Regions from separate parts of the Mus musculus genome. Here regions 1, 2, 3, 4 and 6 are each linked to region 5. Evidence: chromatin contacts called from public Hi-C and HiChIP or PLAC-seq data. All regions are on one chromosome and are shown on one strand. Each heading gives the region's core, a stretch centred on a gene start, on an enhancer-like site or on the middle of the called end of the contact. The rest is flanking DNA. Distances are from core to core; before and after follow the strand shown.

What was found. Hi-C and Micro-C count contacts between places; a contact is called where the count stands out from the background. HiChIP or PLAC-seq counts read pairs in DNA pulled down with a chosen protein or histone mark.
Region 1: an H3K27ac HiChIP or PLAC-seq map of stem cell-derived neural progenitor cells shows a contact between it and region 5, with 8 times the contacts expected there. The contact joins two enhancer-like sites. A contact is called at or near these places in 6 of 39 promoter capture datasets (the C10 cell line, hematopoietic stem and progenitor cells, hippocampal neurons and 3 more), 3 of 15 datasets of contacts at CTCF or cohesin (the NIH/3T3 cell line and pro-B cells), 1 of 115 datasets of contacts at active chromatin or transcription factors (stem cell-derived neural progenitor cells) and 2 of 9 other capture datasets (adipose tissue and embryonic stem cells).
Region 2: a contact with region 5 is called in a Hi-C map of uterus, with 4 times the contacts expected there. The contact joins two enhancer-like sites. A contact is called at or near these places in 14 of 39 promoter capture datasets (the 3T3-L1 cell line, 3T3-L1-derived adipocytes, the HPC-7 cell line and 10 more), 2 of 15 datasets of contacts at CTCF or cohesin (the NIH/3T3 cell line and large pre-B cells), 1 of 484 Hi-C or Micro-C datasets (uterus), 4 of 115 datasets of contacts at active chromatin or transcription factors (SST interneurons, bone marrow-derived macrophages, hepatocytes and 1 more) and 3 of 9 other capture datasets (adipose tissue, liver and pancreatic islet).
Region 3: an H3K27ac HiChIP or PLAC-seq map of SST interneurons shows a contact between it and region 5, with 9 times the contacts expected there. The contact joins two enhancer-like sites. A contact is called at or near these places in 14 of 39 promoter capture datasets (the 3T3-L1 cell line, 3T3-L1-derived adipocytes, the C10 cell line and 9 more), 1 of 15 datasets of contacts at CTCF or cohesin (stem cell-derived epiblast-like cells), 3 of 484 Hi-C or Micro-C datasets (cerebellum, cerebral cortex and myocytes), 2 of 115 datasets of contacts at active chromatin or transcription factors (SST interneurons and stem cell-derived neural progenitor cells) and 2 of 9 other capture datasets (adipose tissue and liver).
Region 4: a contact with region 5 is called in an H3K27ac HiChIP or PLAC-seq map of SST interneurons, with 5 times the contacts expected there. The contact joins two enhancer-like sites. A contact is called at or near these places in 13 of 39 promoter capture datasets (the 3T3-L1 cell line, 3T3-L1-derived adipocytes, the C10 cell line and 8 more), 3 of 15 datasets of contacts at CTCF or cohesin (the NIH/3T3 cell line, pro-B cells and stem cell-derived epiblast-like cells), 1 of 484 Hi-C or Micro-C datasets (cortical neurons), 3 of 115 datasets of contacts at active chromatin or transcription factors (SST interneurons, embryonic limb bud and embryonic stem cells) and 2 of 9 other capture datasets (adipose tissue and pancreatic islet).
Region 6: an H3K27ac HiChIP or PLAC-seq map of SST interneurons shows a contact between it and region 5, with 10 times the contacts expected there. The contact joins two enhancer-like sites. A contact is called at or near these places in 9 of 39 promoter capture datasets (the 3T3-L1 cell line, hematopoietic stem and progenitor cells, hippocampal neurons and 6 more), 2 of 15 datasets of contacts at CTCF or cohesin (both in the NIH/3T3 cell line), 1 of 484 Hi-C or Micro-C datasets (neural progenitor cells), 6 of 115 datasets of contacts at active chromatin or transcription factors (SST interneurons, bone marrow-derived macrophages, embryonic midbrain and 3 more) and 2 of 9 other capture datasets (adipose tissue and liver).

The regions. Positions count from the first base shown.
Region 1 is chr8:85,924,524-85,927,826 of GRCm38.p6, reverse strand. All of the region lies in intron 8 of Phkb (phosphorylase kinase beta), which reads right to left. Among named protein-coding and RNA genes, the nearest start is that of Phkb, 85 kb to the right of the region's middle. Within about 2 kb of position 1,481, at least 43 of the 459 cell types and tissues checked have an H3K27ac peak or open chromatin away from gene starts, as enhancers often do. A contact at or near this core is called in adipose tissue and stem cell-derived neural progenitor cells, where this site is marked.
Region 2 is chr8:85,870,341-85,873,283 of GRCm38.p6, reverse strand. All of the region lies in intron 2 of Phkb (phosphorylase kinase beta), which reads right to left. Among named protein-coding and RNA genes, the nearest start is that of Phkb, 31 kb to the right of the region's middle. Within about 2 kb of position 1,428, at least 58 of the 459 cell types and tissues checked have an H3K27ac peak or open chromatin away from gene starts, as enhancers often do. A contact at or near this core is called in adipose tissue, neural stem cells and uterus, where this site is marked.
Region 3 is chr8:86,027,548-86,030,572 of GRCm38.p6, reverse strand. It overlaps Phkb (phosphorylase kinase beta), which reads right to left. Exons shown (of 32, transcript NM_199446.2): 27 at 889-1,091. Among named protein-coding and RNA genes, the nearest start is that of Gm33632, 130 kb to the left of the region's middle. Within about 2 kb of position 1,717, at least 27 of the 459 cell types and tissues checked have an H3K27ac peak or open chromatin away from gene starts, as enhancers often do. A contact at or near this core is called in SST interneurons, cerebellum and cerebral cortex, where this site is marked.
Region 4 is chr8:86,059,089-86,062,232 of GRCm38.p6, reverse strand. It overlaps Phkb (phosphorylase kinase beta), which reads right to left. Exons shown (of 32, transcript NM_199446.2): 32 at 1,591-2,928. The coding sequence ends at 2,791. Among named protein-coding and RNA genes, the nearest start is that of Gm33632, 98 kb to the left of the region's middle. Within about 2 kb of position 1,437, at least 6 of the 459 cell types and tissues checked have an H3K27ac peak or open chromatin away from gene starts, as enhancers often do. A contact at or near this core is called in SST interneurons, where this site is marked.
Region 5 is chr8:86,583,826-86,586,953 of GRCm38.p6, reverse strand. No RefSeq gene overlaps it. Among named protein-coding and RNA genes, the nearest start is that of Abcc12, 19 kb to the right of the region's middle. Within about 2 kb of position 1,658, at least 93 of the 459 cell types and tissues checked have an H3K27ac peak or open chromatin away from gene starts, as enhancers often do. A contact at or near this core is called in SST interneurons, adipose tissue, cerebellum and 5 more, where this site is marked.
Region 6 is chr8:85,783,748-85,786,981 of GRCm38.p6, reverse strand. All of the region lies in intron 6 of Itfg1 (integrin alpha FG-GAP repeat containing 1), which reads left to right. Among named protein-coding and RNA genes, the nearest start is that of Itfg1, 56 kb to the left of the region's middle. Within about 2 kb of position 1,346, at least 23 of the 459 cell types and tissues checked have an H3K27ac peak or open chromatin away from gene starts, as enhancers often do. A contact at or near this core is called in SST interneurons and neural progenitor cells, where this site is marked.

The DNA.
Region 1 (3,303 bases), core at 232-2,731, 660 kb after region 5:
GACGAGGGGTGGGTGGGGACAGGAACAGGAGGCATCAAGTTCAGGGAGGCGAGATAGAGAGTGTATACTACAAGAGACTACTGTAATTGGTTATCTCAGGGACAAGCTAGAAACCTAGTGTAATGGAAACTCCCAGGTACCTCTAGCTAAGACTCCTAGCAATAGGGGATATGGAGCCCGAATAGGAATTTGGACACCAACCCAGCCACAAAACCTTCAAGCTACAATTTGGTAAGATGTGCTGGGGTAAAGGTGATGCAGAAATTGTGAAAGTGGCCAACAATGACTGGTCTAGCTTGAGACCCATGCCATGAGAGGGTGTTCAACCCTGACATTGCTAGGACCCAGAGGTCAGATAGCCCAACTGTTATCAAGGAGGCTTTATCCAGCAAAGATGGAAGCAGATGCAGAGATTTATAGCCAAACATTAGGCAGAGCTCAAAGAATCCTGTGGGAGAGGGAGAAGAAGGATTGTAGACACCAGAGACATCAAGGACACCACAGGAAATCTCACAGAATCAACCAACCTGGGCTGTTATGGGTTGAGACTGAACTGACAACCAAGAAACCTGCATGAGTCTGACCTAGGCTTTCTGCATATTTATTACAGTTGTATAGCTTGGTCTTCCTGTGGGATTCCTAACAGTGGGAACAAGGGCCTTTGAGACACTTTCCTCCTACTGGGAAGGTGCATCCTCTTATTGCAACTCGGTATGCCATGTCTGGTTGATCTCCATGGGAGGCCTGCCCTTTCCTGAAGAGAATAGCAGGAAGAATAGATGGGGTGTGGAAGTGTGGAGGAGGAACTGGGAGGACAGGAAGGAGGGGAAACCGCAATCTGGATATAATATCTGAGAGAAGAATAAAATAATAATTAATAATAATAATAGAATCAAAAAGAAAGAAAGAAAAAATACCAAGCAGTTGCCTTAAACAATGAATGCCATAGGAATAACACGGTCACTAAAGGAATCTTAAACTGCTACATATCTAATATTTTACTGTTTTTTACTTTACTAAAAAACAAGGAGAACACAATATAAACAATATAAACCTTAAAAAGTAAATATCAATTTTAATTGTTTTACTTTTCATTCATCCTTAATCTCAAACACCAGAATTACTGATGAAGCAAGGTGAGGATTTGGTCGAACATAAGAGTCTATTTATAAGTTAATGCTCAGAAAACTTTTCCCCAAGGTTAGGCCTTAGGATTCAACGGATACTTTATAAGTAAAACTTGAATCTTCACCAAAATGAAGAAGTTATAGGTTTAAATGCAACCCCAGAGGCAATGTGAAATTAGCTGGATGTGTAACTGGGAGTTGAGAACTGCCGTGGCTATAAATAGATACTGAAGTGCTCTTTGAGCATTTAATACAGGCCTTGGAGAATGATCAGCAGAGAGAGAGAGAGAGAAAGAACATAGTCTAGTATCACCCTAGTTGTCCCAGGAGATGCTGAAAGAACTGCTCAGACCTAAAAAAAGCCAAATCAGTGAAAAAGCACAGGGAACTAGCCTGGGCCCAGCCAACAGTTACTTAGGCAACACTTGAAGAGAAGTGGTGAATTTGGAGTGATTAATAGAGCCTTCTGCGGAAGCCCGGAAAGGGTGAGGCTGTGCTTAGACTAAAACAACAACAATCTGGGCTTTATCTAAAAAATATTAAGTGAGTTTAGCCTATAGAGGAGTTGAATGTCAAGATGTGAACAAAAATAACCTCGGAGCCACAGTCTAGTGGGGTTTATTTTTCACCCTGATGTTCTTAACCTGGAATCTAGTTCTGACTCTATCATTAAGTTAAGAGGGAAAAATCATACACCCCTCCAAGTTTGTTTCCCTCTGTAAAGGAACTGATGCTTCTAGGTGATTTAAATATATACTCTATAGCTCTTCAGTACCACAGACTGCAACTGTTAAAGGACTGGCCAAGAGTAGATGTCAAAGAGTAGGACTGTAGTTTCTGAACACCAGAAAGGTGTGTTTTTGTGGTTCAGGGATAGCAGTCTTCCTGCATACAAAGTACAACTTAGAGGAGTGTTACCCAGTGTGCCAACAGAAAGGAGAGCCAAAGTTCTAAGGCAACAGTCATAGGCTCCATCCCCAATCCTTCTGCTATAGCAACTGGAAAGCACAGACATAGAGGGAATGGCAAAGAGTCAAAAAAAGAAGGAAAGTATAAATACTTACCACATGGATTACAGAAAGATAGATCCCTGACTCAAGAGAATCGCAGTGACCAGGAGTTGACAGCAATGTTTTTTGGGTTTTTTTTTAGAGAGGCCCTCCCTCCCACAAGCCTGAACCTTGCCAAGTCTACCAGGTCTGACGAGCAAGCCCCAAGGATGTACACACCTTTGCCTCCCCAGTGTACCACCATATCCTACACTTTAACATGAGAGGCAGTTATCAAAACAGGTTCAAATAATTCTAAGGCAAATGAGCAATCTCCCCAAACCCAGCAAGAGATCTTCTTACTGAAACCCTATCTAGAAAAGCTAAGGATGTGATCTCAATGGGAGTCAGATAAATGGTTAAATCATCAGGTAGGACTTAAGTAGTTGTGGTGGGTTGAATGAGAATGGCTCCCATGGGCTTAAATGTTTGAATGCTTAGTCATCAAAGAATGATAATGTTTGGGAAAGCTTATGAGTTGTGGCCTTGGAGGATTTATGTCCTTGGGGTTGGCCTTTGAAGTTTCAAAAGCCTAAGCCAGGGCCCTCTCCCCCACTCCACCCTGTTGCCTGAGGATCAGGAATTTAAAGTTCTCAGCTACTGCTCCAGAGCCATGCTTCCCACCAAAATAATGGATTAAAGCTCTGAAACTGAATGCAAGTTCCAATTAAATGCTTTCCTTTATGAGGGTTTCCTTGGTCATAGTGTCTTCACAGCAATAGAACAGTGACCAAGACACTAGTATTTTTTTTTTTACAGTGATATAAAAGAAACAGCAATTCAGTAGAAAACATACTTAAAATTTTTATCTTTTCTCAGGCTAGAAATATGTGGTACAATTAGATTCTTGTGGTACTAAACAGCTCCCAGTCAGCAACGTCATTTTATGAGAATAAACAGCTGATAATCCACAAAGTACTACAATGCAAAACTATGACATTCAGTAGGGTAAGTATATTAAACACATTTTCTCCTTATGGTCTGTTCGATCTACGATACTTTTATCCAGAAGCATCCAGAAACAGAACACCTGAATTCAATTCAAAGCAATCTAAAATTATGAGAAAAGCTTGCAGATATAGAAAGGCTGGTACACTAGGTGGGAGTGAACAGATATAAGCAGGCTC
Region 2 (2,943 bases), core at 179-2,678, 710 kb after region 5:
TTTCTATCTATTATTATCTATTCAATGAGTACGGTCCAAATTCTGAAATGTGCTTATAGAAACAGAGTACAACCTTAAAAAGGTAGGCACAAAATCTCCCTTCCTTAAACAAAGGATGCAGTCTATGACTATTTCCTCAGTCTCCCGCACTTGGGAACTGTGAACAGGCTCCAGCAGAGAAGGGAGGTGTAGGAAACCTCTCCCCTTCTGACTGTTTTGTCTGCAGCTTCAGTGGCTAGGACTGGGGGTGTGTATAGAACCTCTCCTCTGTACTACAGGGTATGAAATGAATTTGTTGGGGCAAAAAAACTGCATACAGCAGCAATGGTTGCCAATTCCAGACTTAAGATTGGCAAGCAGTTGCCACTGAGGATCTACATTAAGTCTGTGAGAAGCACACATTTTGCTTGAAATTTTATGCTCTGGCTGTAAAGATGTCAATGTTCTTATAGAACTGTTCACTGATCACAGTTGAAGACAAGGAAAGATGGCAAAATCCAAGTGATTACCCAAATCTGTTGAGTTCTCAAAGCACTACCATAACCCTGGTATTTCCCACATCACTGGCATTTGTTCCTGCTCAATCTTCCTTCCAGTTTCTCAGACACCTGCCAGCAGCTCCAACGTTAGCTGCCACTGCACGTCCAACCCTGCCGCCCATAGCGTCCTCCTGCTCACTGTCCTAGTTAGCTTGGTCCACTGCTTTTTACCACTGCGGTTTACTTCTGCTTTTACTCTAACTGCACTCAGCTCCTCCCTGTCCATTTGCTGTAAGCAATGCTACTTTCCAAGGTATGGAAATAATTCCCTGGGTTACAAAGATGCTCCTAAAGCATGAGGGCAGAGGAAAGCACCATCCATTTCAATTTTTAACCTGAATGGTGACTCAATACACCAAAGGCCTGAGACATTCATAAAAGGAGATCTCATCTCTGAAGTTAACAGGTTACCAGTACAGTAAAATAGTTAGTCCATTAGTGTACACTGCAGTACTCCCAATGAGACGGACCTAATTCTACAGTGGTAAAACATAGCACCGGAAATGCTCATAGCAGGGAACTTAGTTCTAGACCAGAGACAGTACAGGCTGTTGCCTGAAACCTCTGCGAGGGAAAGGCAAGCATAGGCTAGTGTTTCCGGTGCTTCTGAGGCCATGCTCAGACAGGCCCAATGAACCAAGGCTCACATGACAGAGAGAAGGACATTCTAATCTTTTGGGAGCCAAGAAGACCCAAGGATTTCCCAGAGGCATTGATGAAAAGACAAAAGGAACAAAAGTTTTGTATCCTTAACTAGGGACAGATGTGGCAAGGTCTGTTCTGGAGCGAGGGCCAGGGCCTCAAAGTTTTGGTTCCTGGGAAGCTGGCTTTCCCCCCCGTGAAGGGCTATGGTTTAAAGTCCTAAGGCAGCTCTGTCTAAAGTATGTTGCATTCTCTTGCCAACAATGACTTAGCTCTCTGCTGATCTTGGCTCATTTCCCTACTGCAAACAACATAGAAGATTGTGTATTTCTTAATAAGCTTGCTTGTGAGAAGCCATGAGTTATGAGTTACCAGCTTTCCTCAGCCCCAGTCCTCCCCTCAGGAACTTGTCATACAAGAAGGACTTGTTGGCTGGTCCAGGGCACTAACCCATCTGAGAGCAGAAGGAACTGAGCCTTGGTATGGCCACCTTACATTAAAGAATAGGGAGTTTCTAATGAAATAGACTGGCAGAAAATCAAAAGGCAGCCTGAAAGATCACCTAAGACTTCCTTCTGAAGATAGACACACACTTACATGTTGTTGATGCAGCTGTGCTAGGTGTGTTCACAACTGTGTCCATGCGGCTGCTTGTACGCCATTCTATGTTAAGACAGAATGGAGTAAAACAGAATCTGACCTTGAGTTCCCTCAAATAACTGATAAAACCTTTGGGTGCTCTGATTCTTTTTAAATAATTTTTTGTTTATGCTATTGTTATTTTTATTTTTAATCCTTTTCTTTTTGGCATGCCTAATTTAACAATGTGTATGTGTATATTGTGTGGATTCTACTTACTGGGAGACATACTAGTAGGCCTAGTAAGTACATATTTATTACCTTAAATACTATTATTTCCTTAAAATGTATTGAAATGGTATTTAGGACTCTATTAAATGTTTCAAAAACCGTTAAAATGCAACTTGTTTATAGACAATAACATTCAAAGGAGGCATTAAAGCATTGTTAAACTAACAAATTGTACACTAGATACATGGGCTTCGTTAATGATTTTCTTCTAAAAAAGGTTCTGGAAGAAATAATCTGTTTTTTAATCAAAGGTAAGAGGAAAATTACATAAAATGCTTTATGTTAGCCTGGAGATGCTCAGTGGGTAATGTACTTATCATCCAAGGATGACAACTTGACTCTGGATCTTCAGGACCCAAATAAGTACACAGTAGCATCTGCAGTCCTCACTCTTCCAGAGACTGGAGTCAGGAACAGGAGGATCCCTCCCAGCCATTGGCAGGCTAGACTAGCAAGTGCAGCTTTGAATAACAAGAGTCCCACTTCAAAAATGGTAGAAGGCTAGGAACAATGCCCTAGAGCGTCCTCTGACCACACTAACAGCACATACTCACATGGGCATACATGTATGTGTCCAAACGCACCTACATACTCACATGTGCATGCATATACATGCACAAACACACCCAATCACATGTGCATGCATGTATGTGCACAAACACACCCACATACTCACATGTATGTGCACAAAAACAGCCACACATGTACATATTTACCTCTAAGTACTATACACTTAAATCATCTTATTAGACTAATTATAATACATTTCTTCTTCAGGACTTTCTTAATACTTAAGTATTACATATATTTAAAAAATCTACGATGCATGTTAAATGATGAATGGATATGTCTATAAAAGTTTTAAATTTGGGGCTCATAATGAAAATTAAAG
Region 3 (3,025 bases), core at 468-2,967, 560 kb after region 5:
GCAATGCCTTCTGTTACCTCGCCTGCACTAGGTCTCCAAGCATTGCTTCTGCAGTGCCCTCCCACTTGCAAGTTTCCAGTTACACACACTCTCTCTAAAGGTAAAAAAAAAATTGCTTAAATCTAGGAGGAATTGATATGAGAAACTGTAAAGTTTTTTTAATCATTCATCCATCAGCAAGTAGAGTAGAAACTGTATTTATTCATAATTACACACCCATGCATCTGCAGCAAACAAATAATAACTGTATATTCAACAAATAATAACTGTATATTCTTCCCAACAGTTTGTTACTCTTTATGCTCAGAAGTCAACCAGAGTGTTTTGGATTAGGGCATATTTATATGCCACTTGTAATATGCTTTCTGGGTTGCCCTAGCCTTTGAAGTATTCCCTTCTCACTTGGAGTACTGAGCCACCCAGGGCGAAAGAACACTAAGGAGCAGCACCACAGAGCTTGTCACACTCCTCGTCCTTCTCCATGAAACCCTTGGTTAGGGATGTTTGGACAACTGGCACCTTTCAATTTCTTGCCCAAACCTAGAAGAGTGACAATTCAAAACTAGATTTTGGTACAAAACAGATGTAGAATATTCTTAAAATGTCAATTTCTAATTGAATTGTGTTCCCTGAAATTTTTTTTTCATGGCTCACCCATTTTATTTTTAAGAATTTTGATTTTTCTGCTATGCCTCACTTGGGAAGTGAATACAGGTATGGCTGCTTTTTGGCCACTGGCCTTCATTTCTTCACACCAGCAGAGGTGGAAGCACCACAGCATGGAAGAAAGAGGCACAGCTCCCTGAACACGCAGACGTGGCTTTACCCGTGAAGGAGATCCCTACTGAGGACCACTTGACCACATCCCTATGCACACAGAGCACTTACCCAATGCGTATTTTCAGCATGCCGCTGAACAACTCAGGGCTGTTGGAGATGATCCAGCCGATGTGGATGACCAGTTCTTGCTGAATGACTGCCTCCCTCTCATCGTGGGTATTGCACTTATAATAGATTATGTTCTTAATCACTCTTGGAGACAGTGGGTTAGAGATGACCTCCTCTTCATGTCCAAAGGCACCTAGAGTTACCTATAAGTACCAGAATTTTACTGTTAAAAAAAAAAATTCTGAGTTACAAAAAAATAAAAAATAAAAAAAATAAAAATCAAGGCTCAGGATGACTGGCAGGCTGAAATTGCTCTATGTAAGCTAGGGAGTTAGTCAGAATAATTGTTCCTGATATTTATTAAAATGGCTTTCAAAGTATGACTCCCACTGGGGTCCATGATGGTTGAGTCTGGTCTAAAATGTAAGGGCTGGTGAGGGTCTCAGGGAAGTGAAGGTGAGTAGACATAAATAACTATTAATTTGGAGGGAAGGGGGTTAGTACTAGAAAGTCCCAGGGGAACCAGAACACATTCAGTGACTGTATTTTACTACACAGTTCAGCATTTGGGAGATCTATTTTTACAGTTTTTCGAGTAGAACCGTCTGCTCTTGAATAACACTGTAACCCTTCCAAAGTCAGGAGGAAGGCCATGTAGTTCCTGTGTAGCCCCCACTTATCCTGATCATGTTAGGTATACATGGAGGGTTGTGATCCATGGCATTGGATGGCTCACCTATAGAATGAATGGGACGGCTGGCTGCCCACAAGCCTGCGAAAGGAAAGAGCTCAGAAAACAAAGCAGGAAGTGCTGACAGAGCTGGCAAGAGAAGGTTTAGGCTCTCCTCCCTGCTTGGCCAGCTGCTTCTCAGAGTGCCTGCTGCTCTTGCTTCCTCCTCATCAACACTTCCTATCTCTTTTGGATGCAGCTCATAACTGTTCGAGGCAGGAAAAACAGCACCTCAAAGACGTGCTTTCCCAGAGATGAGGGCTAAGAACTTAAACAGCCTTTCCAGTTCTGGAAGGGCTCAGAGTAAGAACTGTGTTGGAAGCTGAGGCAGGAGGATTAGGAGTCTTGGCCAGCCTGGGCTACAGTGTGTGTGTGTGTGTGTGTGTGTGTGTGTGTGTGTGTCTCAACAGAAAACAGAAGGTACATAATTAGCTCCTGGAGATAATAGCAAATAAACTACTTTTATCCAAAAGCTTGAGAGAATTTACAAGTCTGAGCAAATCACACCACTTCAGGCTGGAACAGATCTTCTGAAATAGTAAATGCACACTTTGATCTATTTCCATTTCTTGGTCTGTGAAGGGATAGGAACCAGTGGATGAAGAAACTCCTGCCTTCGGTCATTAGGCTGAACCATTGGCATCTGGTTTCCTTATCCTTTGCAGTCAGGGAATGTTTCCCTGGGAAATGTACTGGCCTGATGGATAACAGTCCAGCCATAGCTGGAGGGCAGGCTCTAAGGCTTCTAGAGTGTGGGAGCAGGGTGGCTACAGCCTATGGATATTGTTCAGAATGGATAAGACAAATTCAAGCCCACATTCCTAGTGTCAGGCCAGTGACCCTCAAGCTCTAAAACCTATGACCAGAGGTAGTGGAATCAGCTATACTTCAGTGCTTTGGGGACTAAATGCACGGAGAAACATGTTTCCCAAAGCCTGGCTAACTTTCACAGTGGTAATGGCTGTGAAAGACTCTGGCACAGATAAAGATTCTGGTAATAAAGGGTACAGGGCAAATGACTTCCTGTCCCTTGATTTACTAAACCATTGACAGTGGTTTGACGTTTACCTCCTAATATGGAGCATGGAGAAACTTCATAGAAAGTAACTTTTTCTTAGTAACTTCTTATGGGTATAATTATTTTAAATTGTTAAACAACATCATAGGAGAAGGTAAATAACATTATTCTAACATTCCCAAAGCTAGATATCTGAATGAAATTATTTTAATCTTAATTAAGATCCCTGAAATATGAGCAATTAGTTGATGGTATTGAGGAAGTTAGAAAACTTCATTATTATTAAAGCTTACTATATTCCTAGATTAGCTGTCAGGAACACACAATAAACACATACATTCCAAAGGAGAGACAGAAAGCAACTAGATTTTTTTCACTGTAATCAAACA
Region 4 (3,144 bases), core at 188-2,687, 520 kb after region 5:
CCACACAACTGAGTTGGGGGAGGCTCATGCAAAGCCTACCAGCAAGTCCACACTGACACCGAGGAGCAGGGCGCAGTTTCCTCTACTAGCTGGGAGAAGAGAGATAACTTCTGGGAAAACAGAAGTGAAGGGATGGATACTCATCTGTAAGGGTGACTACGTATTACTACTAAAAAGCCACGGTTTAGTTTGTCAGAGAATATTTTAAACTGTGTGCCCTGCTCATGGCAACAAGATCTATGTCCTTGACGAAGCAAAACAAATGCAGACCTAACTAATTTCAAAGAACCTTATAGGAAAGAGAAAGAAGGGCAAGGAGTGTGATCACCAACCACATCCGCTCCTAAGGATCCACATCTTATCCTGCAGGTAACAGACACGGTGAGAGGTGCCATTTCTCAGTCTGTGTGCTGTCAGATGCCACAACTCTGGAGGGTTCACGGTCACTCTTGCTCATCTGCCTCCTCAGATAAAATGCCAAAATGCCCACTCTCAATAGTTTCCTGATCCCTGGGCAGCAAAATGGTGGTAGTCACTGGGGCAAAAACCCAGTTTATTCTGAGCTATTGTCCTAGTATGACTTAGTTGTACCTGTTCAAAGGATCGTGCATTTGGGGTCCATACAGTTCGGTGAGACTAGAAGAGGTCTTTTTCAACCCAGGGGCTGCTGCTGGGGAGTAAGTGGATGCTACAACACAGCTGCTGCGAGAAGAGCTCTCACTATTACAACAACATCCTCCATTCTTCCTTCCTGGAGTGAGCTCACACCATTCTCACCCCACTCTCTAATTGCATCAGGCTTTTTCTTCTTTTACCCATGGACCTGTCCTCATTTCTGTTCAGCTTCCGTGAGGCCAGAATATGAGGGTCATAGACAAACTCCTGCAGGCCGTTTGCTGCTTCTCTATGTTTATGTGGTGCCTGGCCCCTTCTGGGAAGGTTTCTGCTGCTTTAGGAGTCCAGCCTCCCTTGCTTCTCATTCACACGCTTAGTTTCTGACACAGGGCTCTCGCTATCCGGCTGTATACCACTATGCTGCTTCCAGACTCTTTAGTTTAGTTGGGATGGGTCTCTGCTGCCGGGGCGGTGCCCACCCCGTGGTATCTATTTAATACTTGGGGTGGTAAGTTGAATGTATTCAGTTATTCAGCAAATATTTGTTGGCACCCATAAGACATTGCAAGCTCATCGAAGATGACAGCAAGATGATCTCACATTTTGATTTTTAAAGGCTGAAATATGATTTTTTTAAAGTCATAAATAAAATGAAAGGAAGCCTGGAAAACATCATGCTTCTAACAGTGCTCTGGAAAAGCAGTTGAATTTGATATTCAGTCAGGAGTTCCAACAGACGTTGATTGTACTATAAACTTAGCACAGAGAACCTGCCAGTGTGACAGAGAAGGCTTTAGATCAGGTTTAAGGCTTGTCTTGCCTCGGTACATGTGCTAATATATCCAGTCAGCCTCTAGTGCCGCTGGTAAAACATGTGGACTCTGTAGATCAAATGGGACTTCTAAATTTCATGGGTTCTGTATTCTGATTCTTAGGATTATTTTGTTTCTCTAATTGGAAAGCAGACATTGCTTCTGATGGAGGAACATCAAGATTTATTGATCATCCCAAAATATCTTGCAGAACAATAAATTTTGCATTTCACAATTTAAAAAGCTGACGCACAGTTGCTGATTTCGAATGCTTTCAAGCAGCAGAAGAAAGCTCCAAACTTTGCATATGTAATAGGAAGCTAACTGCTCATTCAGAAACAGACTTGCAAGTGATGTCTATTTTAACTAAGACAGCGTTTCCCTTGCAACTTTGCTCAGCTAATCAAAAAATTTAATTCTTAAGGATACAAGTGTTTACTTTCTTCTGAATTTTAACAAGTTTTAAATATTTCAAGGGCTTTTCCTCCCTCTCGTTCTTTAATTTCTCTTCCCTGCCCATCAACCACCAGAAGTTACTCTTTCTGCATGGGCTTCATGACTGTTTTTTCAGGCTTAGGTTTTACAGATGGCTTCATCCGGACCATCTTATCATAACTTCTCTTAACACACTAAGACAAGTAATCTACTTCTTATCTTTGTCTAATTTTTAAGGCTGGATTGTATCATGATTCCCAGCTCTGTCTGACTGGCACTTCTGTATTCCTATATTTAACAGATGCTCAGAAAATGCTTGATATATTATATTTTAGTCCAACCCTTATATGCAGCTCAATACAAAACTACAGTCATGTTTACAAGGTAAAAACCATCTAACAGTTCTGTACAACATGGTATTATTAACAATGAAGCTTCTTAAGTTAAATACCAGGGGCTAATTTTGTTTTTCTGATGTGTGTTACACGTCTCGGTTTTGTGGTACAACAGAGGCATAGCCATCACCATCCTCCAGTACCTTGTGAGTCCCAGGACAGCATCAGCCCTTGCCAGGCTTGTTCTAATACAGGAAGGTCAAAATGAAGTCTAAAGAAGCGAAGACTCAGAATTTTGATGGAATATTTGATCACAAAACATGCAGTTGTGAATTTTCGATTCATAAACTATTTCTATGGTTCAGTGAAGATTAGAGTTGCTGGTACAAATCATGGAAACGGGTTCCGCTTGATTTCAATCATTGCTTACCATTCGAATGCCACCTGCATGCAAAGGTCCAATCATGACAAACAGAATACAGCACCCACCACACTAACACATCTGTTCACTCACTAATGGCTGTCTGGTTAATGTCAACACAAAAGGCACAGCTGGAAAACCATCACCTATGCTCCCTACAGGACCAGCCGCACTAGCTAACCAGGCAGGAGTCCTCATTGCTGGGCTTGACTTCTCCCTCGAGCAGTGAGTTCATCACAACCTTCGTCAAGTAGCTGCAGGTTCCTCTTTTTCCCAGTGGGGGCGTGTTGTAAAAGGAAGTCATATCATCCTAGAAATGAAGAGAGGAAACAAGTCCTTTGAACTGACAGGTGAAATCAGCAGCTGCCCAGGGGGGAGATAAATTTGCAGAGAGATTTCCTCATGGAAATTATGAGCTTCCTGTACTTGGCTTTTATTTTCTCGAGGCATCTTCTCAGCATATAAAACAAAAGCAGACATTTTTAGCAGCCTTCTCTTTGCTAGTAATTTTTATTTATGTAGGGAA
Region 5 (3,128 bases), core at 409-2,908:
TTTTGAGTGGTGGCTCAGTTGTTAACAGCACTGGCTGCTTTTTCAGAGAACCCGGGTTTAATTTCCAGCATTCACACGGCGGCTCATGTTACTCCAGTTTTAAGTGATCTGATGCCCTCTTCTGGCCTCTGCAGGCACCGGGCATGCATGTGATAAACAGATATACATGCAGGTGAAACATTCATACACCTAAAATAAAAACAAATACATCTGAGAGAGAGAGAAAGAGAAAGGGAGGGTGGCGTTCTGCTCCCCACAGTACACTGAGAGTAAGGGACATTCCTAGAGACAAAACGTTAATTGACCCCCAACCTTCATCTTCCCTTATTCTTCCTATTTAACTGGACACTGGGATAGCTACTGTCTAAAATATGTTCTTTATAAAAGTCTTCCCAGTAGCTATGGCTCATGGAATGGAATGGGGAAGTCCAGTAAAAGTTCTGGGTTGGAGCCAGTACAGAAAGAATGTTGATCTTGTAGACACCGTCTTACCTCTGGCTTTACTTCTGGCCACTTTCCACTTTCTGGCGGCACCAAATGACCACAAGCTCCAGGACCATGGCCTACCAAGTTCAGAAATTCTCAGTCAAGGTTTCAAAGTAGGGTATTTTCTCATTGGGTTAGCTCAGTCATATGCTCATCTCTGAACCAAGCATGTTAAGCTATTAGAAGTTGGATTTGCCAGGCCCAGTCACTCCTGTGTGGGAGGACAGGATCAGCTCCAAGTCACATGGACTGAATGGAGGGGTTCCCTCTCTAGAATCGCGAGGCTTTTGCTATGAGCAGGCTATGGATGCCGGCAGGCCCCTCAAGGGTGTTGGCAGATATTGAAATAGAAAAAGAAATGATTTTCAACTTCTAGGCAGAAGATCTCTAGGGGAAAAAATGTGTCAACGCATTTTTATTTGTTTTCAAATTGTGATCACCAAGTTCCTCAAAATTCCACAAGAAAAATGAATCCAGTAAGCTAATAGTCTCGCATAGTTTTTCACAGTAGGATAGAGCTGCCTTTAAATGATACCCTGCCTGGGGGTTTTGATCTCTGGAGACACGAAGTAAGCAGTAAACAAGTCAGCAGGCAGTTCCAGAGCAGTGCCAGGAGGTGTCGACAAAGAGCTGAGCTGAGCTTCCATAGAGCTCGCTTGCCCAGCGGACTTGCTGCAGATTCCCTAGAGCGGCAGCAAACAAACATTTACTTAGATAAGAAGGATGGGGTCGGAAGAACGTTCAGTGCAGAAGGAACAGTTTTGCCTGAGGGCGATGCGATCTCAGAACCGAAGAACACGGTCTACACCGAAGGCGGGGAAATGTTCTCATCTTCTTCCGCCCGGAGGCGTCTCCAGTGACACCTGTTTCTTTTTGTGGGGTATTTTTTGACTGTAAATCCTCATTCTCTCTCTCTCAATAGCTATTTTCCCTGTTACTTTTTTTTTTTTCTTCAATCTTTTATCCCCTTTCGTTACTTTCGGAGTCCCAAAGAGCAATCGAAGGGCCCTTCTAAGTGCCATCCTATCCGGCTTCTTCCAAGTCCAGAGTTGTTAATAGAAAATATCTGTCCCTCCCAGACCTATTTTGTGGCAATGGCCTTTGTACCAGAACGCCCTCCCCAAACAGCCATCATCCTTCAGGAGGGTCCTCATGTTTTACTCAAGCTGGCCAGCAGATGGCAGGTTCTTCCTAGTAATGCAGGAAGGCTCCGTAGACTCAAAACTGCAGTGATCTACACGGAATCCGGACAGAAAAACGCAGATCCCTGAGTCAGAGGATGGGAAAGAGGCTACTGCCACCGATCCACAGGACTCCACCTACCTCCCCAGCCCCGATCTCTTCCATCAATCTCTATTTCTGGGATTATTTTCAAAGTCAGCAGCAGCTAAATCACTCAGAGCAAATTTATTAAAGCCACTCTGCAGTGGCTGGTTTCAAACTCACTATGTGGTCCAAGCTGGCCTTGAACTTGTAGCTCCAGTTCTAACCTTTCATGTGGCTGGGTATATGTATGGGCCACTATGACTAACAGACAGTTCTCAGAACAAAAGCAGTTTCCACCTATGTGATACTCTGGTGCCAACTCTTCAGACTGTCAAATTCTTACATAGGGCTGGTGGCAAGAGCCTTTACTCACAGCACTTAGGAGGCAAAGGCAGGCAGATCTCTGAGTTTGAGGCTAGCCTGGTCTACAGAGTTCTAGGTCAGCGGGGGCTTGCCAGAAACAAAACAAAACAAAACAAAACTGACGTCCTAACACATTTTATACACATCCCCTTGTCTCATCTAGATAATTTGTGTTAGAAGCAACCTTACAGATTACCAGTCTGAGAGCTGACCTGTCTGTCGTCCATGTGCCTGTGGGCTAGAACAGAAAAAAATGTCATTATTTTTACTAATGGAAATTTAGCATTTTCCCTTTATCATAATGGAGGTAATCAAATACATCATATCCACGACCTTCACGAGGATGGCGGCATCAATGGGCGTTCTCAAATCTCATTTGGTTGCCCCAGTTTTCACAAACCTCACGTGTATTGATGCTTTGGACTCTTGGTGGTCATTAGACCTCCTTCTAGATTATGTTACTTAGAGCGTCAACACAGTAGATTATGTTTCATAATATCCTGCCTTGTTTTTAACATAGCACTCTTTTAGTTTAATTGGTTATCTGTAATTCTACATATCGTGTCTTGGACATTAAAAAAAAGGTTTTGAAAATACACTGGAGAATCAAAGAGGCCCACGGCATGGGAACAGATTAATAACAACATTTATCTGATATAAATAAATAACATTTATTCTGATAGAGGGATCCTCACTCTGGCAGGAGGGGTGTCTGGCTCAGAACCCCATCACTGGCTTTGAACAGACTTGTCTGCACTTTGATCTAAGACAGAAGAAGAAAGGACCAGAGGGACAGGCAAACATCCAATATGGGGGATGTAGCTCTAAGGACCCATGTCCTGCTCCAAGCTTCTTATTCTGTGTCAGCCACCCCTTGTGTCTGTAGCTGGGGGTTGGGCTGGGTGAGGTGAGGTGAGTGTCAGTCAGGGTTCCCTTCTCCAAGGCTAAATAAATAAATAAATAAATAAAGCCAGCCCCCAACTCTGCTCCATGGAGTACATTTTCCAGGGGGC
Region 6 (3,234 bases), core at 97-2,596, 800 kb after region 5:
AGATTTTTTGTATCAGCTTGCACAGATATGAAACACTAGAGGAAGGGTATAGTAAGAATTCTGGAGTTTTTGTTTCTTTAATTAAAAAAAAAAGAAATACATAAGAATGTGTTTTCATTATAATCTCAGGCGTGGGCTATGGGACTGCTTCAGACTGCCTGCAGCAGCTGATGTGACTTGCCTCATGCTCTCAGAGGCATGATTCTGCCAGGTGCAGATAATTTCTACAATTGTGTGACGTTTGGAATTTTGGGAACTTTTCAGAGGATACATAAATGCTTGGGCCCTGAGAAGTAGTATGAGTGGCTGTTGATCATTCAGGAAGATTCGGTTGCAGTTGGTTAGTGCCTGTGGTCAAAGAGGATTCAAGAAAGAAATTAGATTCAGGGAGCTCTCTGTTTCTGTCTCTCTTTCTCTCTCTTTCTCTCTTTTCCTTCTCTATCCTTCCTTCTCTCCTTTCTAGTGATAGGGTGAAACCAGGAGGATAAAGGGTGGGCAAAAGAAGAACACACAAAGTCACAAAGACCCAACTACAGACAAAGGATAAAGTTTAAAACCTGTCAGCAATTAAACATCAGAGAAATGGTGTCAGTTCTGATTTGCAGTAAAACAGCGTCTCTGAGCCCATCCCTAAAGCTTGTTACAGTTGTTTCCTTGTGACACACGTTGGGCTGCCTTTGACATGAAATGTTTTCCCTATATGCGAAGACTGTTCCTCAGAGGCTGTAGCTTTGGATGTCTCTCCAGTACTCTGGAATGCCCATGCGTTTAACAGGCCTCTGTCTCTCCCGGCATACTCAGCTCTCAAGCTCTGTTAGGTGCCAACTGATTGTTCTGTTGTTGTTTCTGACAATGCACTAGGTGTGTGTGTAGGTGTGTGTGTGTGTGTGTGTGTGTGTGTATACACATTGCTTCTTGGTTTAATAATTGTGTGTAGATTCCTTTGCAAATTATTTTAGGCCAGTTTTATAGGCTCATTCATGCTCTGTGAATATTCTTAACAGTTATTTCAATGGTTCTTTCTTGGTAAAGCAGCTGGTCTGTGGTGTAGGTAAACTTGATACTCTGCTTCTGTTTCCACCAAATCTCTATTTGCTGCGAGCACACACTTAAGTTTGAACTTCCCCACATGCTCTTTTGGATCAAGTGAGCTTTTTTTAAAGCACAGCTTTGTAGTTGTCTGTGTTGCAGCCTGCCTTTCCTGCATGGCATAATCTTGAGCCATGAAGATGTCCTTCTGAATGGCACCACTGTTTTACAGAAAAGTGGTCATGTTCCTTATTCTGGAGAGAAATGAATAAACATCTATTCATCCCAAATCAGACACTAATGAACAAGGATGTGATTCTGTCCAAGCCCAGCTTAGGGAACAATGGGTTTATTGGGCTTACAAGAGGGAGGAATGAGGGAGGAAGTACTTACAGGAGCAGTGTTAACCCCCAAACATCTATGTCACTGACAAGTTGCACCCCAGCAGAGGTAACAACCTTCCCAGAAGCTGCAGAGGAATCCCCTTTTTAGACTTGTGCGTGTTGTATATACCATGCCACCAGCAGAGGTCACATGCACCAGAGGTCACATGCAGGGCTACTTATAGCTAGGGGCAGGGCTTCAGAATGGAGTGAGGGGCTAAAATCTCAGGGAAGGCCACACAACTCTGTCTTGGGGGAATGTTAAAACAGTCTACATTTCATGCTGGTTTTTGGTAAACACAGCTGCTAAGTTTCATGATGGCCATATCGTCTTGAAGCCAGGTAAATCCTTCATTCCTAGGAGGTGATGTGGGAGTGTCCATCAGCATTACCTTAGGTGTATTTCCTTTCATTCTGTCCTGTGACTCACTCTTAGCCATCAGAGGTAGTGAGACTTTGTAGTCTTAACAACCAAGCTTTTTCTTTATTCTTACGGGTATTTATTATATGTGTGTTGAGGTGCCAAGGGGATTATACTATACCCTGTGGAAGTCAGAGAACAATTTACTAGAACTTCTTTACCACAGCTGCTTCTACCATGGATGATCTTCAACTCAAACTCAGGTTTCAGGTTTGGCAGCCAGCATCTTTAGCCACTGAGCAATCTTGTAGGTCTCTAATGTTTCATTATTTGTTTTCTAGAATTTTGTACATGAAAACTATTAACATCATTTCCCCCCCCCTTCCTTTTCCCCTTTCCAACTCTTCTCATGTCTTCTCAACTACCTTTCAAATTCATCTATTTATATGTGCATATATATATATATATATATATATATATATATATATTCACACACATTATATGTGAATACAACCTTCTGAGTCCATCTTGTGTGTTTCATATGTATATTTGTTTAAGGCTAACGACATGGTTGACCTGTGACCTATCAGTTATCAGCTTGTCCCTGGAGAAGACTGATTCCAGTATTTATATATGTACATATACACACACACACACATAAGTACACAGATACAACTATCTGTGTCCATTTAGTATTGTTTATATCAAAATGTGTTTAGGGCTGACTACAGAATTGTCTATCAGGGTTATCAGGTTTGTCCCTGGAAAAGACTGGCTCTTCCTCTGAGCAGATATCAGTTGCCTTAGTGCTTCATTTAGGGATATGGCCTTGTAAGAGTTGTATCCACCTTGGCATATCAGCTGATGTTATATTGTATGGGTTATTGTTGCCATCTCATGTCATGCAGCTTCCCTGTCAAGCATAGAAGACACTGCCTTGTCTTGATGTCCTAAAGGCTTTTTCTAGCAGATTACTACTTTTTCAAATCATTTAAAAGCATAATCATGTGTGTATATATGTGTCTAAAATGGGATCCATTAGTATCATTTATAAGCCATGGTCCAGCTAGTCCAACAATGACTGCCTATGAATAGAATTTCCAGTAATCCAGTAGTTGCTCAATTCATGAGGGTGGATGTCTCAACTGGTCTTCAGTATATGCCAGAATCTCAAAGAAGTAGGCTCTAATGCTAGTGAAGGCGTGTTCTTGCTAGTGAGGTCAAGAACAAGCAGGCAGAAAATCAAAAGCTTTCTTCTTCCATGTCCTTTTATATTGGCTTCCAGCAGAAGGTATGGACCTTTCCACCTCAAAAGATGTGGATTAAAGATGTGTCTTCCCACCTCAAAGATCTGGATTCAAAGTGAATCTTTCACTTGAAATTATTTAACCAAGCAAAAATACTTCATAGGTGTGTCAAGCCATTTGGGAGTGACATTCAGAATGTCACCATGGAGTAACA